Regions from separate parts of the Hordeum vulgare genome. Here region 2 is linked to region 1. A link is a contact called in public Hi-C data. All regions are on one chromosome and are shown on one strand. Each heading gives the region's core, a stretch centred on a gene start, on an enhancer-like site or on the middle of the called end of the contact. The rest is flanking DNA. Distances are from core to core; before and after follow the strand shown.

The links. A called contact is a pair of places that touch in the nucleus more often than the background predicts.
Region 2: a contact with region 1 is called in a Hi-C map of seedling, with 10 times the contacts expected there. The contact joins the promoter of LOC123444261 here to the promoter of LOC123444259 in region 1. A contact is called at or near these places in 2 of 6 Hi-C or Micro-C datasets (leaf and seedling).

What each region holds. Positions count from the first base shown.
Region 1 is chr3H:460,536,058-460,539,666 of MorexV3_pseudomolecules_assembly, reverse strand. LOC123444259 reads left to right here and starts at 2,331. Exons shown (of 8, transcript XM_045120924.1): 1 at 2,331-2,694; 2 at 2,820-2,887; 3 at 3,013-3,160; 4 at 3,247-3,327. The coding sequence starts at 2,437.
Region 2 is chr3H:460,996,866-461,000,670 of MorexV3_pseudomolecules_assembly, reverse strand. LOC123444261 (KRR1 small subunit processome component homolog) reads right to left here and starts at 1,658. Exons shown (of 12, transcript XM_045120927.1): 1 at 1,339-1,658; 2 at 1,146-1,222; 3 at 934-1,044; 4 at 631-699. The coding sequence starts at 1,543.

The DNA of each region.
Region 1 (3,609 bases), core at 1,082-3,581:
CATTCATGGAGTTGAACAATGTCGATGGATGAACTTTATATGTATATCATCTAGTTTTCATTTGAGTTGATGAACAATGTCGAACTATATGTATATGTATATATGGATAAACAGTGCAATACTTTGTATGTTGGTTCTTTTGATATATGGGGATGTACATTGATTTATATGTATATCATATATGTGTGGTGAATTATATATATGTGTTGGCAAGTATATGTGTGGTGAACTATATATCATATATGTGTGGTGAATTATATAAATGTGATGTCAAATATATATATATATATATGTGCTGTGAAATAATATATAACAAAAAAAAACAGGTACTATATGGGCTCTTTGTCGTCTGCCAGCTGATGGCAAAGACCTGTGCAATCAGCTGGCAGAGGGCAAAGGTGCCACATGGCACCCAGCTGTGCATCCTGGGGTGTCTATATAGGCTCTTTGCCGTCTGCCTCCAGGGTGGGCAGACGACAAAGAAGAGGGAACAGAGGAGGGGGGATGAGGAGGCAGACGGCAAAGAGTGGAGGGGGGAGGAGGAGGAGGCAGATGGCAAAGAATAAGGGGGAGGCAGACGACAAAGAATAAGGGGGAGGCATACGACAAAGAATAAGGGGGAGGCAGACGGCAAAGCCTCCGTTAACCCCTAACGGAGGCAACGCCTGTCGGCTGCCGTCTCGAACACTTTGCCGACTGCTCCTAAGGAAAGCTGACGGCAAAGAGCTTTGCCGTCCGCTTTGGGGGGACAGACGGCAAAGAAGGTCCTATGCTGTCGTAGGCTGACGCAGAAATTTTGCCGGCCGTGAGATTCTTTGCCATCTGTGGTTTTCTCTTTGCCGTCCGGGATTTAGTCTTTGCCGTCTGTGATGGCAGACGGCAAAGAAGCTGATTCCTGTAGTGTAGGGACAGTGTGTTGTCTATGTATCCACACATGTATTTGAGGTTCCAATCAATACAATTCTAGCATGGATAATAAACGATTATCATGAACAAGGAAATATACTAAGTAATAATCAATTTATTATTGCCTCTAGGGCATATTTCCAACAGACGGTGACCGAGCGACACGACACTGTGGCTACACAGTGCCAACCATTCAAAGATGCCATAGGCGCGTGGCTATATTTATAGTTAGTCGACGGGCCCCTCCAACAACGGGACCCTGCAACCGGTGGGCCCTACCTTCGACGAGACTTGGCAACCAACAGGGCCCAGAACAGGCTAGAGAGACTGCCTGCCGATGCCCACCCCCCTTTTCTGTCACACAGTGTAAGCTGGGGTTGACCAATAACCCCCCCCCCCAGCCCCCCTCCTCGTTGAGGGGTTGCTTGGAACTTTCTCAAACACACACCCACACACCCACACCAAACGGGAGATGCAAGAAGGGAGTGCTAGCTCCTTCTTCCTCCTCCGGCGTACCGCTCAAAGAGCACCATTGTACTACTCATCCCTCATATATTTTATCAAACATGACTAGGGTTGTTACCTTCCACGGAGGGTCCCGAACCTGGGTACATCGTGTGTCTCGCACCTCTTATCCCCAATCTCGCTCCCGAAACCCACCAGCATCCTTTGGCCCCGACCACACTAGTTAAGCATCCCATGACATCTCTCGTGAGAACACCACGACAATGTTAGGACCGTGAGTATATCGACCAGAGGGGGATCAATGAGATTAAAATTTCTTTCGAAACTTCAAAGAAAAACCAAACACAACAGTGGAATAAACTAGATAGTCATTGCACCAAAGAGAATCACATGGAAATATAACTGAATGATAATATAGCGAGTGATACTAGACAAATCTATCTAAGCAAGATGCGATGATCTTCTGCGTATAGTAGCACAAGACTTTCACCAAGACGATGGAAGCACAATATGACGAAGGTGTTGTCCTCCGTGATGGTAGCCTCCTGTTGTGTGACAACGGCGAAGGGCAGTCATGACGACTGTTGTTTTAAGGTTGTCAGCCTCCACCTTTCTGTGGCTAGCCCTCTTGGACGATTGCACGATTCGCTACACGTCCGTCTGCCCCTTCTTCTTGGTGGACGATGCCGTTTTACGGATGGCGTGGGGCTTGTCGATGGTGGAGGCTAGGGAGGCTAAGCCGGCAATGACGTCGAGCATCGATGCGTCGTCCGTGGCGAGCGGCCGAGAGTGCGAGGAGGTGGTAGTGCTTGTCTATGACTATGGCGAATGCGTCACCGCAGGGGATCAAACAGGGCCCGCACGACAGGCGTCCACAGCAGCCAACGAACGAGCCAAACCAAACCCCAATCCATTCCACGGGCAGATACGTCTCTGCCTCTGCGACGCGCGTGGCGCCACGACGCCTCTCTTGGGCGCACCAGCAGCATAACACACAGACATGGCGGCACCGCGTCGCACTCGCGCCCCCCTCCTAACCGCCGCCGCCCGCCCGTCCCCCCTTCCATGGCCACCCTCGCGCCACGCCCCGACCTACTCCTCGTCGCTCTGAGAAGGTCCCGCGCTAGGACGCTTCGCGCCCGCGCCGCCGCCGCCCCACGTGCCCGCCGCCCTCCGGTGCCGCCGCAGGCAGCGCGGCGCGTCTTCCTCGGCCTCGGCGCCGCTTTCGTCGACCAGCTCGCCCGCATGGCCTCCGGTGGTGCCCCATCCCGCTCGTTCGTGGCCGCGGCGCGGCCAAGGCAGGGGGTTTCCCCTGTCGAACAGGTTCGTCTTCGTCGTATGCGTCACCCTTTCTCTGCTTCCTCCTAGAGTCCTAGTGCGCCGCCGTGCGCGCGGCGGGGCACCGGCATGCCTTCAGAGCTGTGCGAACTGTCTTTCGTGCTTCGCAGATTTTGAAGGATGTCGAGTGGCCGGACGAGTTCCCTTTCAAGCCCGAAGACTTCAGCCGCTTCGACGAGTAAGTGGCAGAGCACACTTTCCGGGATTCCTTAGCCAGTGGCTTATGATTCTTTGCTACTTCTTATATCTATTTGTATGATCTGATGCCCCGATGATGTATGATGCGTTCTTGCTACTTGGCAGGTCATCAGATACTGAGTTCTACTCAGCTCCCCGTTTTGTGACGCACATTGATGACCAAGCAATCAGGGCGCTCACAAAGTACTACTCGCAAGCTCTTCCTCCAAGCAACACTCCTGGCGTGGCCATCCTGGACATGTGCAGTAGCTGGGTGGGTAGGAATTTGGAGTTCGCATGTTATCACGCTCATCTCAACGTTTTCTTGCCAAGTGGCTTACTGGTTTCCGCTTTATCCAGGTGAGCCATTATCCAGCCGGGTACAAGCAAGAGAAGATCGTAGGGATGGGTATGAATGAAGACGAGCTGAAGAAGAATCCGGTACCGCTTCCTTACTAAATTAGTGTGATTTTGGACATTTGGTCTGCTATTCTCTTTTTCAGTTACAAGATTACAGCAACAGCTGTTAAAGCATTATGGATTGAGCAACATGTCCTTGATTTGTATTTTGTTTTGGATTGAGCAACATGGCTTGGTTTTTATTTTATTTTGGATTGAGCAACAGTTGACTCAGTTGGTGAATTATGCTGCATTCTGATTCTCCTGATGGTTTTTGAGATAGTAGTCATATGACTGATGATGACTGTAGTATATGTAGTATCT
Region 2 (3,805 bases), core at 409-2,908, 460 kb before region 1:
TCCCGCCGAGGTCATGGAAGGAAGGAAAGGAGAGAACATGAGATGCAGTCACGGGAGGAAGAGGAGCGGTTCCGCGTGGTCCACTCGATTTGGAGAGACCGCGCGGAACGGCATAAACAGCGAATATGCCAATTCCAGGAACGAGTGGGTTCCGGTTCCTTAAATCAACCAAACACGATAATCAGCCCTAGGAACGGAACCGTGCTGTTCCACTTGGTGACAGAAACCAAACACACCCTAAGTGCAACATGTGACTGTGACAAAGGGGTATGTAACTTATATATTCATCTGAATGACAATGAAATCCCAACCATTAAATCTATAAACATGGGAACAATAGAGGCTTGGACAGATGAACTACCAAATATGGAACAGACAAAAATATAAACTATACACTGACTTTTTAGTAGAGTTCAAACCTTAGTTATCTAGTATTAGTGGTACCATAAAATGGTTCTATGGTATCTTTATGTGATTGGTACCGTCATATTTTACTTTCGGCAATGCAAATCTTGTCGTTGCAAAGTTTCTCCTAGCGGAGTATTAATGTAATCAAGATATAATCAAAGCAATCCCTTCAAACGAACCAAGAGGTATATAGCTGAGCTTGAACAATGAAACAAAGTGTACCTTGTTTCTTATGATGCTACCAATCTTGATAATATCACAGTTCATCTCATCATTGAGCACTTTAATTGCCTGCAGGGAAACACAATAGAAGTTCATGGATGAAACCACTCCGGAACAAGGCGTCAAGGTGTGTTGGTGACATAACAATAGGTGCACGCACAAGTAGATCACATGTGGCAAATGAAACAATTGGACATGAACACCATGAGCAACTGTCCCTCACAATTTCAATACAGCCTCCAATAAGCATAGGACAGAAACTGGATAACAGTTAAAGGGCTTGGTAACAGAAACAAGGCATACTTGGGGTGCAGGGACACTTCGTGACAAGAGTTTTATCAGGTCCCTGGCCTTGAGAATAATGTAGGGATCCTTGGTCTTCCTGGTGGTGGTAACCGTCATGGATCCCTCCACCTATGCGCAAAATCAATATAAATACAGCAGAATCGTGTCACTACTTCAAATCAAGAACACTCCAAGGTCCAAACAACCGTAACTACTGACTAGTGGCATACCAGATTGAGCTCGCATGAGACTCCAAACTCCTTCAGCGCGCCCTTCACGATCGGCCACGTCTCCTGCAGATACTTCTCTGCACCCCCAAACAACAAGCCGTGTCAATCCACGGATTCAGCAGATCAGGTAACTACAGCGAACCCCCAACGAATCGCACGAGGGTGAGGTGAGGGTGAGGACGGGATTGGGCACCTCGGTACTGGGGGAAGAGGGTGGAGAAGGAGCTGACTTCCAGCAGGCCGCCCTCGTTCCAGGAGGGGTCGAACTTCTCCACCGTCCAGCGGTCGATGGTGGGGTCATCGTCCCACGGCTTCTCCTTCTCGTGCTTCCCCTTCCGCCGCCAGTTCTTCCCCTCCGTGGCTTCCGCCGCCGCGCTCGCTTCGCCCGCCGACGCCATGGCGGCCGGCAGGGCTAGGATTTTAGGTGGGTTTCGAGGGAAAGGGGGTCGAGGAGGCGGTGGCGCCCAGGCTGCGAATTAGGGTTGATGATTGTGTTGCCGCCGATGGGAGGGGACGAGGGTGAGGGGGGATTAAATGAGTGGGGAGGGCTTGGGCCTTGGGCCTTCTGGGTTTCGGCCCGCCGCTCGAAAAATAAAAGCCCGGCTTTGCTGTCTGATATATATCCGTTCAAGAGAAAATCCGTTCCTTCTGCTTTTCAGGTGCTACTCCTTCACTATGCTCAAAAAATTCATAAAAACGTGCTCCTCCTTCGCGGAGCAGACAGCAGAGGTTGCGGTGGCGCATGTAGGTCACGAGATGAGAAGGAACACGAGGAGGAAAGTGTGATAAAGAGTGAACACCAACAGCGACAAGAACGACGCCATGTAGGCAGCGGAACGACAGTGGCAGCGGCGGCGCACCTAGGGCTCCCCTAACCATATTTTCTATTTTTAGTTACTGGTTTTTTCCTCTCTTTTTCTTCCAATTCAAAAACTGTATGAATTTTTCAAAAAATGTGTGGAATTTTAAAACCTGCTTTAAAAAACAAAAAATGTTCGGATATTGAAAACTTTCTCAAAAAATAGAAGAACAAATTTTCAGAAAAAAATATTGCATTTTACAAAAAAGTTGGAATTCCATAAGTTGTTCGTAAATAAAATTAAAATGGTCAGAATTTCCAGAAGTGTTTGTTTTCCCAAAAATGAAATTTTATAAAATGTTCATAATTTTCCAAAATTGCTCGCGCTTCCAAAAATGAAAATAAATCATGTTTCAAAATTGTTCGCAAATGTTTCATAAATATGCTTTTTCAGAAAGAAAAAAAATGATACAGTCTGCGCTGCTTGTTAGATACAATGAGCGCCCAATAGGATCTTCCAAGAGAAAATGATATGACGCATTAAGTGTCAAACTGTCAACCATTCGCACAGGCTATCGACGGCGACCGATATATTGAGCGGGAACGGGCACGCCTGACTAGGACTTGCAGAGGCCACTCCCTCCCTCTTTCTTCGAGGGAAAAGTCAGTGTGCAAAGGTAGTGGATTCAGTTAACAAATTTGACAACTCATTCGGGCCCAATACATAAGCGACACGCTAATTTTTGCTCAGAATAGTGTGTCCCATGCATGGAACGAGAGGCTGCACTTCTGAAACATTTATCTTTTTTTCTAAATTAACTTCTAAAACATTTATCGATAATCAAATTTGTACACCTCTACTAGTAGTAGTGTGACTAGTGTCACTACTCTGGTTTAGTTACCGTATTTTATTTAAAATTTTGGGAGAAATTCATTTTCAAAAATTATTGGCACAGACAAGATAGGACGCAGCTTCAGTGACTTTGTGAAGTGAAGTCACGCTGCGCCTTAGCCCCCAACGTCCATCACTCATTCTAGATATAACAGTCAGGATTCATGCAAGTCAAAAAAACACCAATACTTAATAGCTTTCAGCTTGCAAGGATGCACTGGAAACTCCAACCTGAATATTTTCACGCAAAATTTATTTCATCGCTGAATGTAATATGAAACGAAAAACAGAAACGGTTGCAAAATGCAAAAACCACTCCCATTAGACAAGGGAAAAAAATGAACAACATAACATTGAAATTTGCAAGCATTTAGCATTCAGTGTCTCTATAGCATATCATTGAAATTTTAAAAGTATAAAATATTGAAAGTATGAAACAACCAGGGAAGGAAAAAATAACCAACGTAGCATTGAAATTTGCAAGCGTTCAACATTCAGTATTTGAACGAGCCAGAGGATGCCCCCCAATAAATCTTGAGTGTTGGATGTTGGGGGCTGAGGCGCAACGTGACTTCACTTCACAAAGTCACTGTTGCGTCCAACAAGGTGTGCCTCTGGAATTTCATTGTAATTAGTGGTTGTAGAAGCTACTTTGTTATCTTTTATATTTTTTATTCAAAGCATTGTACCTATAACTATTCTCATGTTTGAATAAACTTACAGATACATATTTATTATTAAAAAAAAAAGAGGAGTGAGAGATTTTTTTGAAGCATATTTTTTTGCCATAGAACTAACCATCGTTCACAACAATATCGCTGGCCATCAAGTCTTGTAGGAAGGTACGAGCATCATCCACGAAAGTAGCTTTGTACACCTGTTTTGTGCAAAACTGCATAATAAGGACATAAGGTACGATACGTTGAAAGGGAGATAAAGCAACAATATCAGTCAGACATTCAGCCATTT